Linked DNA regions of Triticum aestivum: region 1 is linked to region 2. Evidence: chromatin contacts called from public Hi-C data. All regions are on one chromosome and are shown on one strand. Each heading gives the region's core, a stretch centred on a gene start, on an enhancer-like site or on the middle of the called end of the contact. The rest is flanking DNA. Distances are from core to core; before and after follow the strand shown.

Region 1 (4,203 bases), core at 1,311-3,810, 510 kb before region 2:
CGGAGGGGCCCTCACCGCTGCGCCGCCGCCGCCGGACGACGCACACATCCAGGACACCCGCGCGGATCTCCACCGCAACTGCATCCCGGAGTCGCGGCGGTGGAAGGCCCCGCCGCCGCCATCATCCCCCGCCTGGGCTTTGCCCCGCGGAGCTCCGGCGGCAGCGAGCAGAGGGCGGGGCCGGCTCAAAGCCCTAGATCGGATCGGGAGGGAGGGGGTCGAGGAAAGGGGTGGTGGCCGGTTGCTCTCCTTGCGTGAGAATGAGATCATACTAGGATATCATATCTTGAATAAGGATGTCAATCAAGGATATCTCTAGAACAAACTTAAACCTGAGCAGCCCACGTGAAGAATACCCCTTCTATTGCTGCACATGATATGTTGGGTCTCTTGGACTTATGCTTGAAATATGACCAAATGGCTGAAAATTTGGGACTGTTTCTAAAAGTAAATGCATGTTATAGGACTGACAGCAGGTATAAATACAAGTTTAGACCTGCCATATGCTCAAACAGGTTGTCTCGATAAAGAGAATGATCATTATACAATAATGAGCTAGAAATTCATTTAACGCCTAAATAATATCAGGTGAACGGAAAAATCACAAATATGAAACGAACGATGTAATGTATATAGTAAAACTAGATAAGCAACACTGAAATGGCTTTCACTGCACCAAACATAAGTAACAACAGAACAGAGCAATCTGATCAAAATACGAGTAGAAAACTACCGGTCCTTGTCCTTATTCAGAGGCAGCCATTTCAATTGAGCACTTGGGTCTGGCAGTTCATTCCTAAACCTGCATTAACAAGAGAAGAAGGAAAATACAGGGTCATACAGTAGTTTAGTTCTAGACACAGAAACAAAAAATTTCATGCAGACACACTTTTCGAAAGGAAACTGTCAATTAATGGAGCTATGCTTTGAGAACCATTTTGCCTACCCGTGTGCCTGCCTACTGCACAAAATGGTTCATCTTTCTAGTTTCATAACAAGAAATAGGTAGTGCACGAAATCATAGCTCGTGAATCCTTTGATGCTACTCTAGAATCACACAGACGTGATCATTTCTCTAAGCACATACAAAAACAGCATATATGACAAAAACATAAGAATCATTAGTAAGATATAGTTTATGTATTAACAAAAAATAACATATTCCCAAAAGCTAGAAAAAGGAAAGGTCGATCTTTGATCCTAACGCCACTGACTTCTCCAATGACGTTGCAGTTGCACCAAAATTCAAACAAGTCGTTTGTTGCTTGTCCTGAATCAGCAGTACAGCATTTGGCAACTGCTCAGATTGCCAGCCAAAATACCCAAGTGCATGATAAGCATAATAATTTACTCAAGCACGCATTTTACACTGAAAGGGCTCCAATTTCCTCCAACTAGCACTTGCATAGACCAAAAGTCCAAATTTTCGTATACTCACTTGTGCTTGCAGAGGAACGTTGTCGGCTTCTTGAGCCGATTCTCGAACCTCTCAGTGTTTGGTGCGGAGGCTGGGCGAGACACAGTTGTCGCCACCCGAGTCCCGCCTGATGGCTGGAGGTGCCGGCTCTGAGGCTGTGGCTGCTTCTGCTGTTGCGCGGCGCGCACCTGCTGTGTCTTCTGCAGAATGGTGGCCTGCGACTGGCGCATCATCTGCTGCTGCTTCCGGTCCTCAACCTTCTGCTTCTCATATTCGCGCTTCTTCCTTGCTCGCCGCTCCTCCTCCGTCTCCACTCTTGGCAGTGCCGCCTTGGCCTGCTGCTCCTTTGGTGGCGGCGGAGCCACCCGTGGGGGTGGCTGGGCAGGAGGTGGTGGCGGTGCCGAAGGGGGAGGAGACATTGGTGGTGGTGGAGGGGGCGCTTGATTGTTGTTCCCGCCATACGGCGGCGGTGGAGGCTGGTAATACATCTGGGGCGGCGGCGGCGGCTGTTGCTGCTGCTGCGGGGGCACGTGGCCGAAGTTGTACTGAGGCTGGTGTGGCGGGGGCGGTCCGGGCGGGGGCGGCGGCGGCGCGTGAAACTGTGGCGGTGGCATCTGGCCGTACCCTGCCTGCGGCGGCGGCGGCGGCGGCGGCTGCCCGTACGGGTTGACAGGCCGGGCCTGCGGCGGGAAGGCCCCCTGAGGCGGCGGGTACGGCCGGTAAGCCATCGCGCGCCCCCCAGCAACACACCAACCCCACTGTCGCAGCTACCTCTCCCGCCGCCGCCGCCGCCGCCGCCGCCTCCTCCTCCGCTATGCTTCTAGAGCCGCGGGGGCAGCTCCGGGGACCCACTAGATCTACCCGAAGATCACAGCGCTGTGTGTCGAATTCGGAGCGGAGGAGACAGAGGAGAGCGTGGGGAAGAATCGGAGTCTTGCGCAGATGCGCGAGAGGGATCCAAAAGTGGTACCACCAGAGAACGGTTTTGATTCCAAGATCGCGGAGTTTGAAATGAATTCCCTCGTGTTTTGCTTGAATTTGGGGACGATTTTGGTTTAAATTCGCTACAATCTAGCTGAAGTTTTTCGAGATCCTAATATCTGGCTGACGTTTCTCCTCACAGAGGAAGGCCAACGCGAACGATACAATCGATGGGACTCCTGGGTGCTCCACCCCTTATAAGAATATTAATTTCAAGAAATATCAGGATTTTTTTTTTGAAAAAAAACTGGAATTTAGGGATGACAAACCTAGGTGCCCAATCTACCCCGTGTGAAGTTTCATGAAAAAATATCCGGAAATGTATATGTGATGAAGAAAATACAGTCACGCCTAAAATCCATCCAACTAGTTTTCTCCATACATAGAGAAAAAATTCACCCGCAAAAAAATACGTTTCCTGGTAAAAATAAATTCATGAAATTTCACGGAAGTAGATTAGGCACCCAGGTTTGATATCCCAAAATTTAAGGGTTTTTTTCTGTTTTCTTTAATTTAATACTCATATATAGGTTGGTGGAGCAAGCAAATTGTTTTGGTTCTCTACATAAAACACCTCACAGGGAATATTTTGTTGTACATGCCTTTTCTTAGGCCTCCAGGCCCAATCACCATATAAATAAAAAAATAAAGTTAGTCCATGGCAAAAATACACATCTAAAAATCACCAAAAAAATGCTCTAGAAAAATCAGAAAACCATGGCCATACAAAAAAAATTGCCATGGAATATAGTATGAATTGCTAAATGTCTATAAAAACGCACATACAAAAATTATGTAATAGCCATGATAGTATGAAAAACAAACATTCGTAAAATTTGTCGTGACACACACAAAAAATGTACCTACTTTTTTCTTAAAAGACAAAACAAAAAATTCCATGACACACATGTTATACACAATAAAATTTCCATCGTCCATGGCAAAATTGTATTCAAAATGAGCACAAAACATGTAGCGAGAATTGCGATGATTTTTCATTTGCCAAGATCTATGAAATAGACTCCCCTAAAATTAGCATGTGAAAAAAAATACAAGTAAGTTGCAAAATATGCTATGTTTTGGAAACGAGAAAAAAATGTGAAATTGCCATGAGACTATATGAAACACTATTAAAACATTACAAATTGCCACATGACAAAGAGGATACAATTACAAAATTGCCATGATTTGGAGCTAATTTTTTTTGTTACATGGCAATATTTTTTAGATTTTGCCATGACAAAAAATTGTCATGTAGTCAAAATATAAAAATGTCATAATTCGTAAATTGAAAATTGCCATGGTCTACATAATACCATGCTACATAAAACATTTTAACACAGAATGGCTAAATTTGAATGGTGCATGGGAAACAAAGTTTACCATGCTACCTGCAATAAACTTGATTCTGCTGTGAGAGGTGTCTTTCAATTTCATTGACCAAAAGTAATAGACAGATGCTCCTTCCACTGCCGAAACGCAATACACTGCCATGGCACACTACTAGATAGATTGTATGGCTTCGTTGGTGACTTTCTGATTGCGGGTTTCATTTGAAAAAGCTCAACACCATTCATCTTGCGTCAAATCCGACTTGGTCTTTCATGCAAGAGTTCCATTTTTTTCCCGCTAGCTAGGCAAGGCAAGAATAAGAATAAGAAATAAGGGGCACTAGTATAGGTATCTATATTCCCTGTAGTCCTAGGATTTTTTGTATGGTAAGTGGGTCAATTGGGGCAAAGTGGAAGAGTTCACCATCAAATCAAGGTTAGTCAACACGTCAGCGGTCCTTTCACCTAAGAAAA
Region 2 (4,253 bases), core at 811-3,310:
ACCCACGCGTCATGGACCCCCAAGGCCGCTAGCTCAGGAGCACCAGTAAAGATGATGGGGAGGGCGCCAAGCAGACAACGCAGCGAGGGGCGTGCGGATGGGACGGTGCGAAAGGCACTCGTGAGCGAGGATGTCTGCAAAAAAAAAGGAGGACGCCCGCAGGAGGTGGTTACTCCAGCATCTCTTATAGCAGTCATTTGTATATTTTGACATCTTGAATATGTATTTGCGGCGAAAGATGTTATTGACATATGTACTCCCTCCGTTCCTAAATATAAGTCTTTGTAGACATTTCAAATAGAATACAATATACGGATGCATGTAGACATATTTTAGTGTGTAGATTTATTAATTTTGCTCCGTATGTAGTCACCTGTTGAAATCTATAGAAAGTACATTTGGGAACGGAGGGAGTAGATGATTAGTTTAGTTGTCTGACAAACAAAGAAAATATAGTACCTTTTCAATCCTATCGCGCATTGTGCGTGCAGCGTGCTGCGTGCACCATTACTAGTGTCTGGTAAGTATTTGAGGGAAGTGGCTAGTAGCACGTAGTGTCGATTAATTAAGCACTGTGCACGTTGCTTTAAGCAATGCTTATCCTAACCCCTCTACATTGACGTGAGGCTTACCCTCTAAACACCAAACATGATGGTAACATATCTACTATTGGGAAAAGCCCAATTGAGGTCCATCCACCACCTACACTACATACAATCTACATAACCTCTTTTACAATACAATCCACGTATATAACTTTGATATACGAAAAAAAAGCGCACGGCAAAGAATAAGATAAGTTGAGTGATGTCAGACAATTCTTATTCATTCTTCGATATTGTCAAGTGGAGGCAGCTATGTACATCTCTCTTTCTTGATCTCTCTCTCTTAATTCCCCTCATAAAATAAGTTAATAGAAAAGGAGAAAAGAAAAGGAGAAGGGGAAGGAAATTACAAAAAAGAAGATTAAAAAAGTGAAGTGGGTGAGGTTGAAGAGGAGCTGAAAAAGAGAGAGAAGAGCATATGGATCTGCAAGTGCTATGCATAGTGCTCATTCACCAGATCCAATGCAGGTAGCCATCCCTGTCCTCCTCATAATTAGTGCCTCACCTACCAATAATACTCCACCACACAAACGTACACACACGCACGCACACCTCTTCTTCTCGCTCTGTCTCTCTCTCTCTCTCTCTCTCTCTCTCTCTCTCATCCCCTTTTGATTTCTCTCGTGAAAGCATGGATCCGTGGAGAGATGGGCGGATGGATGGAGAAGGGCCTAGCTAGCTAGCTATACGGACTGACCTATCTCTGGCGGCGAGGCCGCAGCGGCAGAAGGGTCGCTCCTTGGAGCGTGAGGTCAGAAGGAAAAAGAGGGCAGCTTGCCGGCGTCGGCGTCGGTGGGGAGGAGGAGCGCGCGGCAGAGGGGGCAAGTAGCCTGACCCTTGTCGACCCACTTGTCTATGCAGGCCTTGTGGAAGGCGTGCGCGCAGTTGCCGAGCTCGCGGACGCGGTGCCGCGCCTCGAGCGCGCCCAGGCACACGGCGCAGCAGGTCGACGCCGCCGCGGCCCCGGCGGCGCAGCGCCGGCTCTTGAGGTCAGCATACCGGACGGCGGGGAGGCGCGCCTTGATGGCCGCCGGCGCGGGCGCCGGCCCGGATGCCAGGGATAAAGAGGACGAGGGAGCCGCTGCCTCCGCCACGGCCCAGAGGTCCGGCGGCGGCGCGTAGGCCGGGTGGTCGTCGGCCGCCGGCGGCGCCGCGAGGCCGAGCGAGGAGAGGCAGAGCAGGACCGCGTGGCGGAGGAAGTCGAGCAGCTGCAGCACCAGGATGAGCGGCTGCGGCAGGATGACGCAGTAGCACACTGAGGGGAACCCCATGGCCGGCGGGCACGCTTGTAGTTAGAGAGAGAAAGCACGGCAGGAGCGAGAGAGAGGGAGGTGGGACGGTGGGGGTGAGGGGAGGAGAGGTGGGGTCTATATATAAGCGAGAGGGATGGATGCGTTTTGTGGGCAGGCTATGTTTGGAGGGGAGGAGAGGGGGGGAGGCTACGCGTACTACAAAAGAAAACATGTCAAGCGAGAATAGACGGGCTACGTGCACGGTTGGAAGATTTATAGACCTTGTCTGCCCGTGACGCTGACAACGTGCGTGCTCTCGCCGCCGGAAATATCAGCACTCTCGCGGTCTCACTTGTCTTTAGCCATACGTGTTGCCTGATTAAGCGCAGTGCAACCCGCAGTTAGCTCGAGAAGACGTGCGTGTGGGTGTGGCTTTGTTAGAGCACTAGCACATCTGGCGAATGTCTTTTGGCGTTTGCACCTGCGGTTTTTTGGCCTTAGGAGCGATCGAATTTCCAGTCGTGCTTCTAGGTTTCGGCCCCAAGATGTCAAAAAATTGAACTTGTCTTTCCAGCTGCCAAAAAACGCCACAAATTCGGCGATCATCATGCCACAGGCAGGCGATCGAACATACCCAAAAGTCTGGCTATCAAAAGGAAGGAATCATAGACATGGAACGCATCAAACGGCAGGCTCCTCTGCCGTGGGACTGGCCGAGGGCGGCGTCGGCGTCGGCGTCAGCGCAGCTTTAGTACTCGGGCTCGGCGTCGGCGCAGCTTCAGTGCTCGGGTTGTGCGTTGGCGTCGGCACAACTTCATTGCTCGAGCTGGGCATCGGCGTTGGCATAGCTTCATTGCTCGGGCTGGGCGTCGGCGTCGGCGTGCGTAGAGGCGGTGGTCGCCGTCGGTCCCGGCATCTGGTTCAAGACGAGGCTACGCTCCGCTAGGTACCATGCCTTCACCTGCTCGTCCATCGTCGACATATCTGCCGCCATGAATAACGCCAGGTCGGTATTCCTCTTCTTCGCGGCGACGTTGGTCCTGAGAAGGTCGAGCTTGACGTCCTGCTTCGTCATCAACTAACGCCGACCACCTCGCTTCGGATTTATCCTCCCTCTTGGCGGCGTTGTTCTTGGCGTCAGCGATGCACTGCTCGATCAATTGTAGCCGTTCGGCAGCGGGTGTCGCGCCCCTCGCCGCCTTAGCTCTTTTGTTGCCAGTAGGGCGCCCTTCTGCCGCCGCCTGGGCAGGCGCGTCCGGCTTGTAGGTCTCCTTGGCCTTGGCGAGAGCGAGCCGGCACTCCCTCCACTTCTCGCACGACTCGATCCTGGAGAATGCGTGAAGGAACTTGAACTCTTGGTCACTGTTGTCCTGGCGAAACATGTTGAACATCCGAACCATCTGGATAGCCGAAGAACAAGTGTCGGCGAAGCACACAACGAAAGAACTAAGACGACTGTCCATACGTGACCCTCGACGTTGGCGCCGCTTTCCGGGCGAACCGCGACCTCCTCTAGGATCCCATGCCACTTGTTGCAGGCTGCCTGGATGGTCACCCAATGGTTCGCCATGGCCTTCTCGTCGTGATCCATGTGGATGTTGGCGAAGTCGGGGTCGACCAACTTGCGCTCGTCGAACGCCGTCTTGATCCTTCTCCGGTGCATGTCGGCGTTCTGATTCGAGCCGGTCATCGGGTCGATACTGATGTTCTTCCATGCGTCGGTGAGGCACTCGTCTTCCTTGGACGTCCACTTGACGCGAGGCTCGCCCGGTCTGGCGTTGGACGCCCGCTTCTAATTTCTCCCGTTGGTCGCCCGATCTGACGCGGTGCTCTGCTGGCTCCCCCGCCCTGCTTGTGGGCAGTGGCCGATCTGTTGAGGCAGAAGGTTCATCGTTACCGCGTGAGACGCCTCTCCCTGCTCCGCCGCCGCCGCCGCGTCCTTGGCCCTCTTCGTGATGAGCCTGTTCCGCCAATCGGCCGTGTCCGCCTCCCGGCGCTCAATGTCCGCCTTCCACTGGGCGTTCGACAAGCCTGGTGGCCTTGCCATTGGCGCCCTCGGTTTCCTCTGCTTTGGCTGGCTGGTATCGGTGGCTAGGCGAGGGAGCGCATACTTCTTTGGTGGCATGGAGGCCGGATCTGATGAGGAGAATGGCGGGAGCGGCGGGGGAGAAGGGGGAAGCACTAGGGAAATGGAGGGAAGGGGGGCGGCGGGAACATACCGGTGTGTCGCCGACATGGCGGGTCCGCGCACCTTTTCGCTTCAGGCGGTGCCCCTAGGCGCCCCCCGGTGCGCTGGGTTCGGCTTCGGTTCGCCGATTGTTATTTCGGCCCAAATCGGTGATAAACGACGATCTGGGGACGCGATTGGGCCGATTTTTCGCTGCCGGCGCTAAAAAGGCACCGTGGGGGCCTGTTG

The links. A called contact is a pair of places that touch in the nucleus more often than the background predicts.
Region 1: a Hi-C map of leaf shows a contact between it and region 2, with 4 times the contacts expected there. The contact joins the promoter of LOC123164491 here to the promoter of LOC123167894 in region 2.

The regions. Positions count from the first base shown.
Region 1 is chr7D:373,724,920-373,729,122 of IWGSC CS RefSeq v2.1, reverse strand. It overlaps LOC123164491 (protein PAF1 homolog), which reads right to left and starts at 2,560. Exons shown (of 12, transcript XM_044581999.1): 1 at 1,439-2,560; 2 at 734-802. The coding sequence starts at 2,145.
Region 2 is chr7D:373,215,270-373,219,522 of IWGSC CS RefSeq v2.1, reverse strand. It overlaps LOC123167894 (brassinosteroid-responsive RING protein 1), which reads right to left and starts at 2,060. Exons shown (of 1, transcript XM_044585758.1): 1 at 792-2,060. The coding sequence starts at 1,876. The coding sequence ends at 1,358.